2 separate regions of the Hordeum vulgare genome follow, and region 2 is linked to region 1. A link is a contact called in public Hi-C data. All regions are on one chromosome and are shown on one strand. Each heading gives the region's core, a stretch centred on a gene start, on an enhancer-like site or on the middle of the called end of the contact. The rest is flanking DNA. Distances are from core to core; before and after follow the strand shown. Region 1 has its middle 78 kb from the start of LOC123441212. Region 2 has its middle 150 kb from the start of LOC123412440.

What was found. A called contact is a pair of places that touch in the nucleus more often than the background predicts.
Region 2: a contact with region 1 is called in a Hi-C map of leaf, with 2.1 times the contacts expected there. The contact joins two enhancer-like sites. A contact is called at or near these places in 2 of 6 Hi-C or Micro-C datasets (both in leaf).

The regions. Positions count from the first base shown.
Region 1 is chr1H:411,479,190-411,487,127 of MorexV3_pseudomolecules_assembly, forward strand. No RefSeq gene overlaps it. Among protein-coding and RNA genes, the nearest start is that of LOC123441212, 78 kb to the left of the region's middle. Within about 2 kb of position 5,257, at least 3 of the 3 cell types and tissues checked have open chromatin away from gene starts, as enhancers often do. A contact at or near this core is called in leaf, where this site is marked.
Region 2 is chr1H:411,934,472-411,942,409 of MorexV3_pseudomolecules_assembly, forward strand. No RefSeq gene overlaps it. Among protein-coding and RNA genes, the nearest start is that of LOC123412440, 150 kb to the left of the region's middle. Within about 2 kb of position 4,285, at least 1 of the 3 cell types and tissues checked has open chromatin away from gene starts, as enhancers often do. A contact at or near this core is called in leaf, where this site is marked.

The sequences.
Region 1 (7,938 bases), core at 4,007-6,506:
ATCTGTGTTTATATGTGATCCAAGAAATCCGACCGTGTTTGCATGAATTTTGTCCAATTGATTCGAACCGTTATTAAAATGAACAGAACTACGGTTGAATGGTGGCCTCCCGTGTCCGTGTCAGCGGACTGGTCCTCCTTATGTGCGAACAAATGCGAAAGAAAATTTGCGAGTCACTGTTGAAGATGCCCTTAGATAGTTGCAATCTAAGATGCACCAACGCATTATCCAACTATCCTAAACTCGTTTGGCAAACGAGTTCTAACTTTAAGAGTTAGCACATCTGTTAAGAGTTGAGCAAAGTGCATACCATGTGAAGCGTTTCCCTCTCTTCCCCTCGATCGATAGAGCAAACTCGTTTCCTACAGCCTTCGCCGGCAAGACGATGTATTCACCTCCTCTCTGACTATCGCTCCAACGATTGGTGTCGGGGAGGATAATCCCAGTGCCTCAGCTTCGGCTAGTAGGTTATGTAGGTTTTTTTTCTTTGCATGTGCAACACTCAAACGTCTAGAGTTGTTATTTCTTCAAGTTTATCTTCTGGGCTTCTATCCTCTTCAAGTTCGTTTGTCTTGATGTACTATAGATTCATGCTGTCTTCTTGAGGTGGCGAGGATCTCGTCGTGCGTGTGAAATTGTGAGTTTTGATGTCAGGTGCTTCAAATCTATTCAAGAGTTCAACAACGACCATTGTTGATCCACGACTCTGGTCCTTAGTGGCACAGACACGAAGACTATCTAGCTTTCATCGACAAAGTCAAATTGGTTTTCGGTAGGGGAGTTGCAACATCGGTTGTCTGGGGATAACCTCGCGGTAGCCTCATCCCCCTTCATGTCTGTCTTCAAAAACATCGGGGACGGCTCGACCCCTCAGGCACCGGCTCCAGCGGGCCGACTCCGACCGGCTCGGCCAACTCGTGACTGGGTCCTTGCCCCTCCGGCTCCAAGCGACCCGCTAGCCGGCGGGCCCCTCCTGCCAGTCATCGGCCCATACAACAAGACTTGTCCCCTTCGACGGGATGCGAAACAAGACCAGCCACTTGATGGCACCGTACGGGCATGGCTACAATGGAGCCGCCCGTACCGCCGACCTGTGCCTACTATGACCGGGCGAGGCGGCACTGGGTCTACTTAGTGCTCATCATCGCCTACTCCATGCTACCCCTCACATGTGGCGGTAGGGGAGTCGGCCGTAACACCAGCAATAGGCGGGAGCGACAGATGCTTCACAGGCCACCCCTTCGGTGGACCCCGCATCCGACGGGCCCCACCGGCGACAAGACCGCACCCGCAATGGGGCCCTCCAACCGACCAGAGAGGCCGCCAGCCGGGCCCTTCCATGCACCATTCATGTATACTATAAGCCGGGGCGCTGGTCTATAAAGCCCCCGACCCTCCCCATGCAACGGGGTCGATCATCTGCCTGCACACGCACACACACACCCATTCACGTAGAGAGACAAGGAGAGCAAACGAGCTCCTTCTTCCTCCTCTAGCCAATAGCTCAACGAGCACCATTGTAGCTCTCTTGTACCACATAACAACTCCGGCAGGACTAGGGGTGTTACCTTCCATGGAGGGCCCCGAACCAGGGCGGTTGGGTACATCACACGTCAACACCGCTTGTTCCCAATCCCGTTCCCGGAGTCCGTCGATGCACATTGGCCCCAACCACTCGAGATAAGCCACCCCATGGCATCTGTTGTGATAAAACAACGACATCGGCGCATCAACAACTTGTTCTAGTGATGGTAGTGGTTGCTCAGAGGCCCAGGGAGCTCGATGTAATATTTATTATGTTTGAGATGCTTTTTACTTTTGGTGAACTTTTATAGCAAATCCGGGTCCTTCTCATAAAAAAAAGTAGCAAGTACTTGTTTGTGTATCGAGTTTTGTGTGTTATTTTGAGCCCTAGGTGTATATCTGTTAGAGAAATAACGTAGGCTTTGCCACCTCGAGCGTCAATAATGGATAGTCCGAACTACGATGGCGAACCGCTGCGTATTACGATGGTCATCAAAAGTTTTCTGTGAGGCTCCCTTTCCTCAGATCTGGTGCTTGGCTTTGTCAGTGTGATGCAATCTACGATTGATTACTTGATGCAGAGGGTTGTTGTGCAGCAGCGGCGGTTGGTTTTCTAGGCAAGCACATGTAGCTGTTGGGATAGTGAAAAAGTGATGGTAACAACACTTGATTGACTTCGATGAGCACCGGGGGTGAAAACCTTATTCTCACCCATGTTGTTTATGCATGGCAATGACAATGTTGTCGGATCACCACCTTGTTAAAGACATTGCTCGAAGATGCTCGGTCTCATTCTTCAAGATGAAAGCTTAGATTATTGTCATTGATGATTGAATCTGGTGATGGCGGAGCTTGACCATGTCTCCCTTTTTAAAGGTATTGTTGTTAAAGAACCTCATTATTATTTTTGTGTCATGAGATGGTTTGTGTAGGCATGACCATAGCCGTAGTTTGTCGATGCGGATCTGATCACTTAGAGATATTTTACTTTTTTTTATTTAGGCATACCTTTGATCTTATATTTTTTGCTGTTTGTCAGCATGTTTTTGTTATGTGTGTATCGATGTTAGCAGTGTGTAGCATAATTGTGTAAAAGTCGACTGTGTGCTCATTGTTCTTTATCCTTCTGATCTTCATTCTAGTGCTCATTGTTTTTTATCCTCTTGATCTTCATTCTCGTCAATGAAATTGTCTCTTCATCCAAAGAAGAGAAATAACGTAGCAGGATTACGGTGGAAAAAGTATATATATAACGGAACCAAATCCTGGACCGTTTTGCCGTTGTCCACGCCAGTTAGATGAAGGGGATGCGCTGCCGAAGACACCGAGCCAGGTTCGCCGGCAAAAGCAGCCCGGTAGGTAGATGGTGCAACAGGGCGAGAAGCAGCTAGAGTGGGTCACCACGCAGATTTCACACCTAAAGCAGAGCACTCAGCAGCCGCTGCGACGTCAAAAGAGGAAGATAAAACGCAGCGCCGCTGACTCTGTCCGGACCACGCCGCTCACAACTCCAATGGGCGACCCGACGCATTTATCCCAATTTTGTCCCTTAGAATCGGCCGGCGGACAAATGTCCCCTTCCGCGTTCGGATCGACGCATGCGTTCAACAGTGATCCGATCCATTTTAATAAGACGTGAAAAATATATGCAACCATTTTTAAAAATAAAACAAACATTAGTTAATCATAAAAACGGGTCACGAAGGCCGACGAGAGTCCACGCGTTTTTATTACATTAATTAAACATAAAAAACATAAAATACGAGACAGCGCGCTGCCCTAGGCGTCCTCGTCGTCGGTGTCAGGGCCGGGGCCGGTGAGGTCGATCAGCGTTGGCGCATGACCGACCCAGGGGTACACCGCTGCTTGCGCCACCATCGTCTGTCTCGCAGGTGCGGGCTGTGCTGGTGGCGTTGGCAGCGCAGCACGGGCGCGCTCCTCCTCCTCCATCTCCAGCCATTCCTCCTTGTCGTCCCGCTCCAGCTTCATCTGTCGCGCATCGGCGCGCTCCTCCTCCATGTGCAACGTCCTCCAGTGCTGGAGGTAGACGGCCTCCTGCTCCGGTGTCGCGCCCAATCAGATGGGGGCGCGGAGACCGATTCATGGACGCAGCCGATCCACTGGTAGAGCTCCCGCTGCGGCTCCATGGGCTCGGTCTTTGGCGGAGGGGGCATGACGCAGTCACCGGCGGTGGACAGTGCGATGGCCTCCGCAGGCCGTGCCTCGTACGCCGCCTCCTCCTCCTCGGCCTTGCACCGCTCTTCCTCCTCGCTCTCGCCGAATGCGGGTGCCAGCGCCGCCTAGTAGGCGGCCTCCGTTTCTTGGTCCTCGTCGCTAACGACGGGCGGGGCGGCGGACAACCTCCTGGCTGCACGTCGCGCACGCCGCGCCGACATTGCTCCTCGTGCTCGACCAAGAACGAGACCTCCCAGTCGGGAGAGTCAGCCGCGTACACAGGGTTGAGCCGCTACTCCGGCGTCAGCTGTCGCCGCCGGCAAATCACCTCCTCCGCATGCATCCGAGTCGACCGCGGCACGGCCGACACCGGGATTCTCTCCGGATGCAGATGCGAGTGGTGCGGGAGGGTCACGTCTAGGTACGACAACGGGATGCGGTACTCCCAGTGGCACCGCGCTTGATGCACCGGGACGCTAACGCGTTGGCGAGGCCAGCGAGAAGACCGTGTGGGGGTAGACGGGGGACTTGTCCTTGTTTTGGGAGGTGCCGGCCATGACCGCTAGCTAGGGTTTGGTCGTCGACGAGGGAGCACAGAGGTGACGAGATGAGGATGGGAGGTTCTGGAAGTAGATGAGGCCGAACCCCGCCGCACACTCGGATTAAAAAAGACCGACCGCGATCGCTGACGCGTGGGCCCATGGAGGGTGACTGTCATTAATTAAGTTGACTGTGGGTAGTTGGACGACCGGCGGATGTGGATGAAACGGACATCGAGAGGGCGCGTCGATGCATTTCAGTTTTAAATTTGGACCGAAAATGGGTCGGTGTAAACGCGATTTGGCAATGAGTCAGCGCGTTGGACCATCATTTTTATTCGTATGGATTGAAACAGACGACGACGAATGAAATGAGTCGCCGCGTTGGAGTTGCTTTCAGCCCTCAATCCTCACAAGCGCGCAGTAGTAATCAGGTACGATCCTCAACTTTTTTTTTTCAAAAAGGCACTCGATCCCTGAACTATTATTTTCAACGACCTTCCATCTCTCGTTGGCATGGACGTACGGTTTGCTCTGTTTGAATTCTGAACCATCCCTAGCTGTTAGGCCACCTAAAACGCTCTCGCAATCGATCAATCACCTGCTAAAATGACATGCACCATTCGGGAGTATGTTTTTATGCAAAAGTAACATCTATCTGCTGCCTCTACCATGCACCCCAAATGCGCTGTGCTGCTCATCTAAACGTACCTACGGTCTGTCTGACAGCCATGTATCTGTTCTCTCGTGCGACGTCTCTCTCATCGAGTCAGTACGGTTACGGTACATGTGTGATATGTCGTCGGATGGCTCCATCGGGTAAACGGGAAGACTGCAAGCCTCCATCGGGTGACTGGTCACCCTCGAGCCTCGACCATGCAGATGCAGCTAGCTGGATGGTCGCGCGTCGATGGAGATCGCTCGCCCGCCACATGCACACATATGGTCATACAGACCGAGACATATACGTCGCCTTCTCTCTTCTCCCTCTCCTCCGTACACAAACGGTTAGTATCCGTTAACTCCATGTTAAGTAGTGGTGGTGGTACAGGGGCGGCTCGGGAACCCTAGCCCCCGTCCAACAGCCCCCCGGTGCCGGCCAGTGGCAGACGCGCGGGGGGGGGGGGGGGGGGGGGGGGGGGGGGGGGGGATCAACAAAAAATATACTTCAGTTTTGTGTCTATTGCTTTTGTGATCTGCCATGCCTTATGAATAAAAAAGCGCCCCCAAACACCATAAAAATATACTTGAGTTTTGTGTCTATTGCTTCATGCTCTCGACCTAGTGATATTGACATGTGTACCAATCCTATTCTAATGAGATTTGCCTTGTTTTTGAATTGCATGATAATGTACATTCAAAAGCAATTACCAGTTAAGTTCTCATATGATAGAATTATTAATATTCTCGACCTTATTAACAATCGTAAGGACAAGTTGAAATTAATATAAACATAATTATGCATTAATTGATCGAAGGAACACATCATTATGGTACTTATTACTGTACATTAGACAAAAAAATATCAGCTTGGCTTGGCCCCCCCTATGTCTGAATCCTGGCTCCGCCCCTGGTGCCGCCCTTCCCCCATCGCCGCTGTCGGAGGGCCAGCCGATGAAGCCGCGCCGGCCCCAAGATGGCAGCGGTGGGGCGGATCTCACGCGTCGTGCGGCCCCCAACCCTCCTCACCCCTCCCGCGAACTCCCTCGATGCGGCGGGCACCCCTCCTTCCCTGTCGTCGTTCGTGCTACTCCGGTGGGAGCTATGGCTGCCTGGGCCGCGCCCCGACGGCTAGCTCTGTGACTCCTCCTCCACCACGATCTGGCGTGTGGTCCTCCGGCTGGCTGCGACTCTTCCGACGGTCGGACGCGCTCCCTGTGGAAAAGGCTGGAAGCGTATGCTCTTAGCAGGGACGCGTGCATGTTTATATAGGCATAAGCCGAAGAGATATACATCAAATGGAGGTTTAAGATCAATCTACTCTTATCTACAGTTTAAACATAATGGGATAGAGAGAGATCCTAACCTACCCTAATACACACGCACGCCTATACGTGTTATACAAGTCACGTATGTATACAGCGATATATTGTCTAACATCCCCCCTCAATCACAACTGCCCAAGTTAAGATTGCGACTAAAAACATCCAATTGCCGAGCTGTTAAAGGCTTAGTAAACCATCTGCCACTTGATCACCTGTAGGGATGAACCTGATATTCAACAGCTTGTTGGCAACCCTTTCCCGAACAAAGTGATAATCGATCTTAATATGTTTGGTTCGCGCATGGAATATAGGGTTTGCAGACAAGTAAGTAGCACCCAAATTATCACACCAAAGAGATGCTGCTCGGGGATGATGCACACCCAGTTCCGTCAACAGAGTTTGTACCCAAATAACTTCAGAAGTTGCATTGGCCAGTGCTTTATATTCAACTTCTGTACTGGAGCGAGACACAATAGGTTGTTTGCGAGCAATCCAAGAGACTAGATTACTGCCAAGAAAAACTGCAAAACCCCCTGTGGAGCGGCGATCATCGGGACAACCAGCCCAATCTGCATCTGAAAAGGCACTAACCAGCATAGAATCTGACTTACTGATACGAATACCATGATTCATAGTTCCTTGTAAATAGCGAAGAATGCGCTTGACCAGGGACCAATGAACTGTTGTAGGAGCATGTAAAAACTGACAAACTTTGTTGAGCGAAAAAGAGATATCATGACGAGTTAAGGTCACATATTGCAAGGCACCAAGAATACTTCTGTATTTTGTAGAGTCCTCATCACAAAGACGCTCACCATCATAAAGAGATAATTTTTTGGTTGTTGGTAGAGGAGTTGGGACAGGTTTGCAGCCTTTCATGCTTACACGTGTAAGTAAGTCTAGTAAATACTTGCCTTGTGATAGAATGATGCCATCTCGAGTAGGGGTTACCTCAGTGCCAAGGAAGTAGTGGAGCGCACCAAGATCCTTGAGTGCAAAGTCTATGCGAAGATCTTTTAAGAGGGCATCAACCGCTTGAGCAGAGGAACTAGTAACAATAATATCATCAACATAGATAAGTTGTGACTCCATGTCTAGAATAGAAAAACAAGGAGGTATCCGCCTGTGAAGGATGAAATCCAAGTGACTGAAGTTTGGAAGACAAACGAGAATACCATGCCCGAGGTGCTTGTTTGAGGCCATATAATGCTTTGTCAAGCTTGCAAACAAAAGTAGGTGACTGTGGATCTTTATACCCACATGGTTGTCTCATGAAAACATCCTCTTCCAGAACACCATGTAAGAACGCGTTCTTAACATCGAGTTGTCGCATAGACCAATTACGAGACAAAGTAATAGACAGAATTAGACGAATGGTTGCAGCCTTGACAACTGGGCTAAAAGTATCCTCATAATCAATACCATAGCGTTGTTTAAAACCTTTTGCAACTAGACGGGCTTTATATCTATCAATGGTACCATCAGAATGCCGTTTTACCTTATAGACCCATTTGCAGTCAATGATATTCTGTCCTCGACGCGGTGGAACCAAATGCCACGTTTTATTTGACAAGAGTGCACCAAATTCTTCATCCATAGTAGCTTTCCACTTAGGATCCCCAATGGCCTCCTTAAGATTGTCTGGTTCACCTGTAGCACAGAAAGAGCCCCAACGAATACAACCATCGGTATGAACTTTGGGTTTGAGAATACCA
Region 2 (7,938 bases), core at 3,035-5,534, 450 kb after region 1:
ACAGTAGTGTGAAAGAGGTATTCTCTTTAATTTGTCAGACACATATTGTAAGGCAAAGTGCCAAAACCACCCAGCATATTAATCAATCAAATATTAAATAGAATTAAATAAATGCACATCCCTGGTAACAACTACAGGGAAGAAGAAATTAATCATATTTGAATGGATGGCTCAGCAAGATAGGAAAATAATTTAAATGTGAACAAAATCAAAGTCTTGCAGTGTATAGGAATTTCAAGCAAAAATAATGGTGTGGATTTTCTTTACACCATAATGAAATTGATGGAGCTTAGCTAGAATCGCCTGATTACTCGCCAAAAATAGCACATTCCCATCTGGTTTATGCTTGAAAACAAGCAAGCAATAACCTGAAGGAAAAAAATCATATTTTCCTGTTATAAAAGATTACTATTGGACCGAGGGCAGGTTAAACCAATATATTAGCGAAGATTGATAGGATGGGCCCTGGATGACGGTTACTGTTCACCTCATGGCAATTGAGTACTCGAATTTGCAGCTTCCACGAATATTGATAGACTGGGAGAGGATAACTATCCACCAACGTAAGTTTCCAACAAGCCACATTTGATAATCTAGCACGCCGTACAGAGTCATTCCACATTCGCCCGTTGATATAAGAAATCTGAGAGACAAGGTAAGAGATGTGGTGCCAACAAAAAATAGGAGCGTGTCCAACTAATACATTTTACAAACTTACACGCGACATAGATTGCATTGTTTCTTTGCATCGACGTAAAATAGGAGCAGACTCAACGATGTCGTTCTCCTCAGCATGTACCAACATATCAAACCTAGAAATAAATAGGTGCTTAGCCATTTATCCTCGTATTAAGCAATGTAAAAGTATGAGAACCAAACCTGAGAAAAATTAGTGTACTGTGTGCTTTCAAATAGGTGACGAAGAGAAACAAATGTACAATTAATGGAAAAGGAAACCTGATCCTACATCTTGCACTTTTTGCTAATTGCTACCATGTCTCATTACTGTTGAGGTTTGCACCTAGAGATAGTTCTGGAGTCTTCCACACAGAGATCCTCAACAACTGCAGGTCAAAGTGAAAATCCGAGCTTTTATCAAGACGACTTGAAGTTTTAGAAAAGACACATTTGCGTCCTTTAGCAAGATCACGTACTTGACTGGTTTAAATTTCAATATATTGAGAGTATGATCAGCCCCGATGGCAGTGGTTTGACTAACTCAAAAACTAACAAAACCTTATACTCCTTATCATCAAGTCAGTGACATTATGCATTAAGATCACGGTTACTTGGCCTGAATGATTTGTGCTTCTTCTTGGGGCGTGATTCTTTGCTACGAGGCTCGTTTTTTCGCATTTTCCTGTACTTTACCCTTTATGAATTCCGTTTCTGTCTTCTGCAACAGTGCAGATTCACAATGATGGGATAACCATCCTAATACAGTAGCAACATCCCAACTACATTTCTAAGTTTAAATGGCCAAACATGGTATTGTTCAATACTACGTGACACTCCAGTTCAATCAAAACTATGGAGCTCCGGTCTAGTTCAGTTTATCTATAACAGAATAGAAACAGGGCCATCGCCGTTGGCGGGATCTAAGAAGATATTTTACTGTTGTTCCTCCTATGTAGCCGTGAGCTCCTCCTCTTTCTCTCCACCATCCACATGGCCTTCTTCTCATCATATACCATGATATCCACCTCCTCCTTGAATTGATCTCACCGCAGAGCAACAGTCTCCACCATCAACCTACATCGCCCTTCAGTATGCAAGCTCCTCTCCTGTTTATTTTCCTTTGTCTTATTTCTCTTCTTCTGCCTCGCTCCCAAAAACCAAGAACCTAGCCCTAGAAATACTGAAATTCGTGAAGGAGGAGGAAGGTGAGGGAGATCTTACAGGCAAGAAGAAAGCCGACGGTGGAGAGTGATGACGGAGAAGGACATTGTCGTCGCCGTGCTCGCGCGTATCATGGCACCGTCTACAGCTCCTCCTGGTCGCCACCGCATCAGAGAGGCGAGGGGGGCGGGGGGTACTTCACGAGGGAGAGAGGGGAGTAGCCCTACCCTCGCCTCCCGTTGGTCCCTCCGGCGCCGCTGCTATCGCCGCCGCCGCAATTTCTAAAGAGGAGATGGGTCGGGGTGAGAGGAACACATGTCCGAGCCCGTGAAAACCGCTCACATGAAAAGGTTCGTGTACGGGCCTACGGGGTGAGTGGGCTAGCTCCTAGCGACCAGCCAAAGCCCAACCGTTTCCATCTGACATAATTTTACAGTGGGCAAACCTAATTTTACACTCGCGAATATTATGCAGGGCCGCTCCCTCGGTCGATTGACTTGGGTGAGGAATTACTTATTCCTCACCCAGGATTGTTAATAGACTTTCTATATCATATTGATTGACTATTCGTCATCCTGAATGAGGATTGGTTATTCTTTGCCCCCTCTATTTTCATATCAATGCATCGTAATTTACGTTTCGTCAATGTTATCTTATTTCATACATAAAAACATACCGTAAGAAATATATAGTCACCCTAAAAAATAATTTGTGTCGCGTAAAATTATAAACACAAAAACATAGTGTAAAAATATATATAACACCATTTTTCTGGTGTTATGACCTATATTTTTGTTTTCTTATGTCACACTTTACATGGTGAATCAATATAAATGTAACTTTTTGCATTTCAAAATTAATTTATTTATGAAACAATCGTAAAATTACCTCGGATGAAGAATAACTTATTCTGCATCCTGGATGGTGAATAGACTTTATATATATATATATATATAAATATATAGAAACTCTATTCATCACCCAGGGTGCAAAATAGTTTATTCTTCACCCGAGATAATCTTATGATCAATTTACAAATAAATTATATTTGAAATACAAATATTTACATTTATATTGAATCACTACGTAAAATTTGACAAAAGAAAACAAAAATATAGGTCACAAGACCAAAAAAATTGAGTTTGTTGTATTTTTTGCACTATTTTTGTATGGTCGTAATTTTACATGACATAAAATATTTTTACATTAATTATATTTTTATGATATCTTTTTACGTATAAAATAAGACAAAATTTACGGAACGTAAAATTACGGTGCATTGATGTTAAAATAGAGGGGGTGAAGAATAACTATTCCTCACGCAGGGTGACGAATAGCGCGACCCAATATATAGAAACTGAAAATGAGCGAACTTGTGAGAAAACTAAGCGAACTTCTGAAACATTTATTAAACTCACATTTTTTTTTCAAATTCTTGATTTTTTTGTGTGAAATAAATGTTTTTTTAAATCTGAATACTGATTTTTTTCTTGAAAATGAGCGAACTTGTGAGAAAACTAAGCGAGGAGGTGGGCTAACCTTAATGGGCAATAGCCTGGCATGCGCATGAGCGCGTTTCTCCGAGCACCAATTCGCCAATTAGTGCTTAAGATGTTGAGGAGGCACGACGGCTGATGGTTTAATTGCTTGTTGTGCACTTGTGTTTGCTACATATGCTAGCGCAAACTAGTCTCGTCTGGGTCAGGGGCGAATCCAGTGCTGCCCCCACAAAAATTTTAGCGCACTTTTAATATGCAAAGCTAAATAATGATTTATCCCCACTTAGCAATCCATTTAGTACATCTTTACCCCTCTAAAAATTGATCTTGGGTCCACCCTTGCCATGGGTGGTGGTAGGCTATTGCATACAATATGGCCTGGAGGTGCGGGAGCTATATCTTGACAATCGCGAGACCGAGGGGACTTCTATGTGGCGCTTGACGCGCCACTAGGGGAACGGGCGCCTGCAGCGGCCTTCTTCGCGGGGCGGCCCATATTAAATTCGTTGGTTATTGAAAAATTGATAAAAAGTTCATAGAATTTTCAAAAAGTTCAGATTTGTGAAAAAGATTCAGTGATTATGGAAAAAAGTTCACCGATTTTTGGAAATATGTTCATGAATTTTCGAAAAGTTCACAGAATTCGAAAAAAAGTTCACCAATTTTGAAAAAAGGTCATAAAGTTTTAAAATAGTTCACTGATTTCAACAAAAGTTCATCAATTTTAAATTATGTTTATCACTTTTCAAAAAAGTTCATCGATTCAAAAAAAAAGTTCAACGATTTTCAAAAAAGTTCACCGATTTCAAAAAATGTTCACGGGTTAAAACAGTTCACGGGCTAAAAGAGTTCATGAAAAACTTTTAGATGGGACGGCCCATTGCGGAGCGCTGCAGGCGCCGATTAGCACATTTTGCCTTTAACCGGCGCTTGTGGCATTAAATAGGGTTTGCCGAGACCGAGTTCCTTCCTGGATGTAGGTGAGCAGCAAGATGGGCCGGCCAAATTGACACATACATGGAGCGGTGTTGTGACCAGTTCATGCAAAATACCATCAATTTTTGACATGTTTTGGGAATGTTCGTTGCAATTTTTCTTTTTATCCTTTTACATTGTTTTTACATTTTGTGCATTTTATTTTTGTTTTTATTGTTTCCTTTTGTTCAAATACATGTCTAATGTTTAATACACGTTTTAGTTTTTCTATACATGTGTAACATGTATCAACATGTTGAATATTTCTAAAGATCTTTGCTAACTTCTGACTGTTTGAAAGTTAAGCAATAGATCTGAACACCTCCTCTAATCGCTTATTAATCGCGCATGCATGGACTTTCTCAACGGGCATGTAGGCTTCGAACGTTAGCTGCATGCGGAAAAAATAAAAGCTGATGCCAGCAAAGATTTCATCTAAAAATAAAATTTCAAAATATTTTGTAGCTCAAACCGTTTGTCCGATTATAAAATCGCTTTTACATAAAAGATTCATTGCGACGAGACCTTCAGAACTAGATCAGACTTTTTTTCTCAGGTCAAAAGTTATCAGACCTAGGCAAAATAAGTTATCACGTCTGTGGTGTGTTAGTTAGCATCTTGTTTACATACAAATTACCGGGGCATAAAAATGGCTCCTCCAACATTCTCTCCATGGGCAAATGTGCTAGAGCACAAAAAAGATGATGTCATTGTACATTCTCACTATTTAGATTCTTTCCTATTTCGAAACTTCAAAATTTTCTATAGTGCAAATCGGGTCAAAGTTACTATGGGGTGTACATAAGTTATCATATCTTCGGGATGTAAAATACCATGTTATTTGCACAGAATTTAACATGATATGTTTCAACAACTCCCCACCCGCACCCTCTTGGCCGATGTTACCTGGACCGGGGTACATAAGTTATCAGGTCTTGATTTGTGAGTTATCAGTCACATAAAAGTTAATGAGGTGATATTTCATCAACTCACAGCCCCTGCCCCCGTCGTCAAAGTTAACAGGACCAGGGTACATAAGTTATCAGTTCTGCGAATTACGAGTTACCATGCTATTCATACACTCCCCAACCCCTAAAGTTATCAGGGCCTGGGTGTGTGAGTTATCAGGTATACGATGTGTGAGTTACCATGTTATTCATAAAAAAGATATCAAGGGTATGTTTACACTAGTTTGTTTTAGGGTAAAAAATGCTACCATGATATTTATATATAAACTATCATGTTTGTGGTGCGTATAGTTATCGGGCTCGTTAAAAGAATTTACCGAGGGAGGACACACGAGAAAAAGACTGATGTTCGAATTTTATAGGAGCAAAACATTTATTTATGTAGAAAAATATTCATCACTAGAAAAAAGAGACAGGTGGAGTACAAAACACGTTGCATCAGTCCATTAAAAAACTTCGAGCAAATGGTTTTGTCCTCACGTCAAAGACACTGTGGCCTTCCTTTCTCGCTATGACTTACTAAGGTACAAGTATGAGTTAATATGTACATGAAACATAACAGTTACTGATCTCATCTGGTAGCGCGTCATAGCCACAACCAACAGGTTGTGTGTTTGAACCCTAGTAGTGGCTATTTTCCTCTTAGCTCTTTTTACGCGAGGGCAGAAGTGGATTGAGCGACTCAAGAATCGTACACGCGAGAACAGAAGCGGATTGAGCGGCTCAAGAATCGTGCGTTAGCTTAGTCGATTTCTAAATACATGATAAATATTTGTCAAATACATGTTTGAACATTGTTTTGAATAAATGTTAAATATTTTTGAAATACATGTTGATCATTGTTTGAATTCTAGAAAAAAATTATATTATTTGAATACATTTATAATACATATATTTTCAAACTTCAAGAAGATATTTTTGAATTGTAGCAAACATTGTATAAACATTTGAAATTGCAGGAAACATTGTACAAAGATTCTTTTTGGACTGGTACTAAGAACTTTTAAAGATGCATGAAATTTTATTTTACTCTTCTTAAACCTTTTTAAATGTGCGATGAACACTTAAAAAATAAAAGTATATTTATTTATAATATTTTAAAATATAAAGAAAATAAAAAGAAGAAAAGGTGCGTGGCTCCTTTGTAGATTTTTTTTTTGAGAAATTGGCTTCTAAGTAGATTTATTTTTTGAGGATTCTATGTAGATGTGCATGTACATATAGTACGTGATCACAACGAACGAAGAAAGCAGGCTATTGGACTGGTCCACTGCCGGCTCTCCTGTAGCCGAGCGGAGTTACTGTCTCGCAGAAAGCGAGAACATAGTCCTGCTCGCCTGTTTCTGTGAAATGGATTCGTCCCACCTATGAAAATCCCGATTTATCTCATTTCAAGATTCTTCTAGAAAACCAAACCTCATTTAAAGATTGCAGATTGTAGCTGACCGTTGTACTCAAAATAAAATAAAATACTGAGCGTTCTAAAGAAAAGATTGTTGGTGTAAGCGATCATGGTGGTGAGCTATAGAAAAAGGGCGACCGTGGTCCGAACGGGGAAGCATTAATTACTGGCCTCATGTCGTCAAGCCATCAACTTCACAAGATCGGATGCTCCGTTTATATCGCCTTTTGGTCAACTAGCTCAAAAGAAAACAATTATGCTAGTAGTGAAACCAGCATGGTGTTTATTTTTTCTCTCTCTTATTTTCTGGATACACACATCATGTCGGAATACTCAAGTGGGAGCGCCACTCACAATTGCCATTACCCTTTCCTTCTCATGAAGGGAAATCTCTGAAATTGAAATGCCATTTCTACCCAGAAAGTTAACGACTGCTTCGAACCACTACACGTGTTGAAGTGTTCAAAAGAAAACAAAAACTACACGTGTTGAAACCAACCTGACATGTGACCCTGATGTGGGCTAAATTCTCTGAACCCGACCTATCAATCCTCCCTGGCAACTCCATCACTGTCCCGACCCGTCCCCTATCTCGGAGACGGAGAGAGATGGCCTCACTTACACGACCCACGCTGTCACACGGAGACAGAGTGAGTGAGACCACAGGCTACAAGCGTCGGAGATCATTCACTTGTACGTGCTGACTTGTACGTATTGGGAGACAGACTTTCGTGCTGCGACAGAGTTCTCGTGAGGCACGAGCAGCCGGGATGGCGTATCCTACAAGGTTACCAGATGAGATGAGGGTCGATTAAACCCTCCTGATTTGCGTCGCAACGGGTGGATTAACGAAAAATAGACCCCGAAATTATTAAAGCAGGTGCATCGTGTTACTACTACTAATCGCCAGACATGATGAGGGTTAGCACGAAACACTCGACGGCGACCTTCGGGGCAAAAAGGAAAGCGAGGCCGATGGGTCAGGTTGATCCATACATATTCGATCGATCGTGTCACTAACTACGGCCTAGCTTATAGCTAGCTAATCCAACTAACTAAACAACTTTAATTAGTGCCTTTCCAGTCGAAATGTACGTTACGCTCCATTCGATTAACCACGCGTTCCAAATGCGATCTCTGCGCTGTTGCGTGCAAGCTTCCTCCTCCAGTGTCCTGTTGCAAATGCTGCGATGGTATCATCACACTTGGTAACTAGAAGAAGATGAAACGTCGAAACTATAATATCATTGAACTT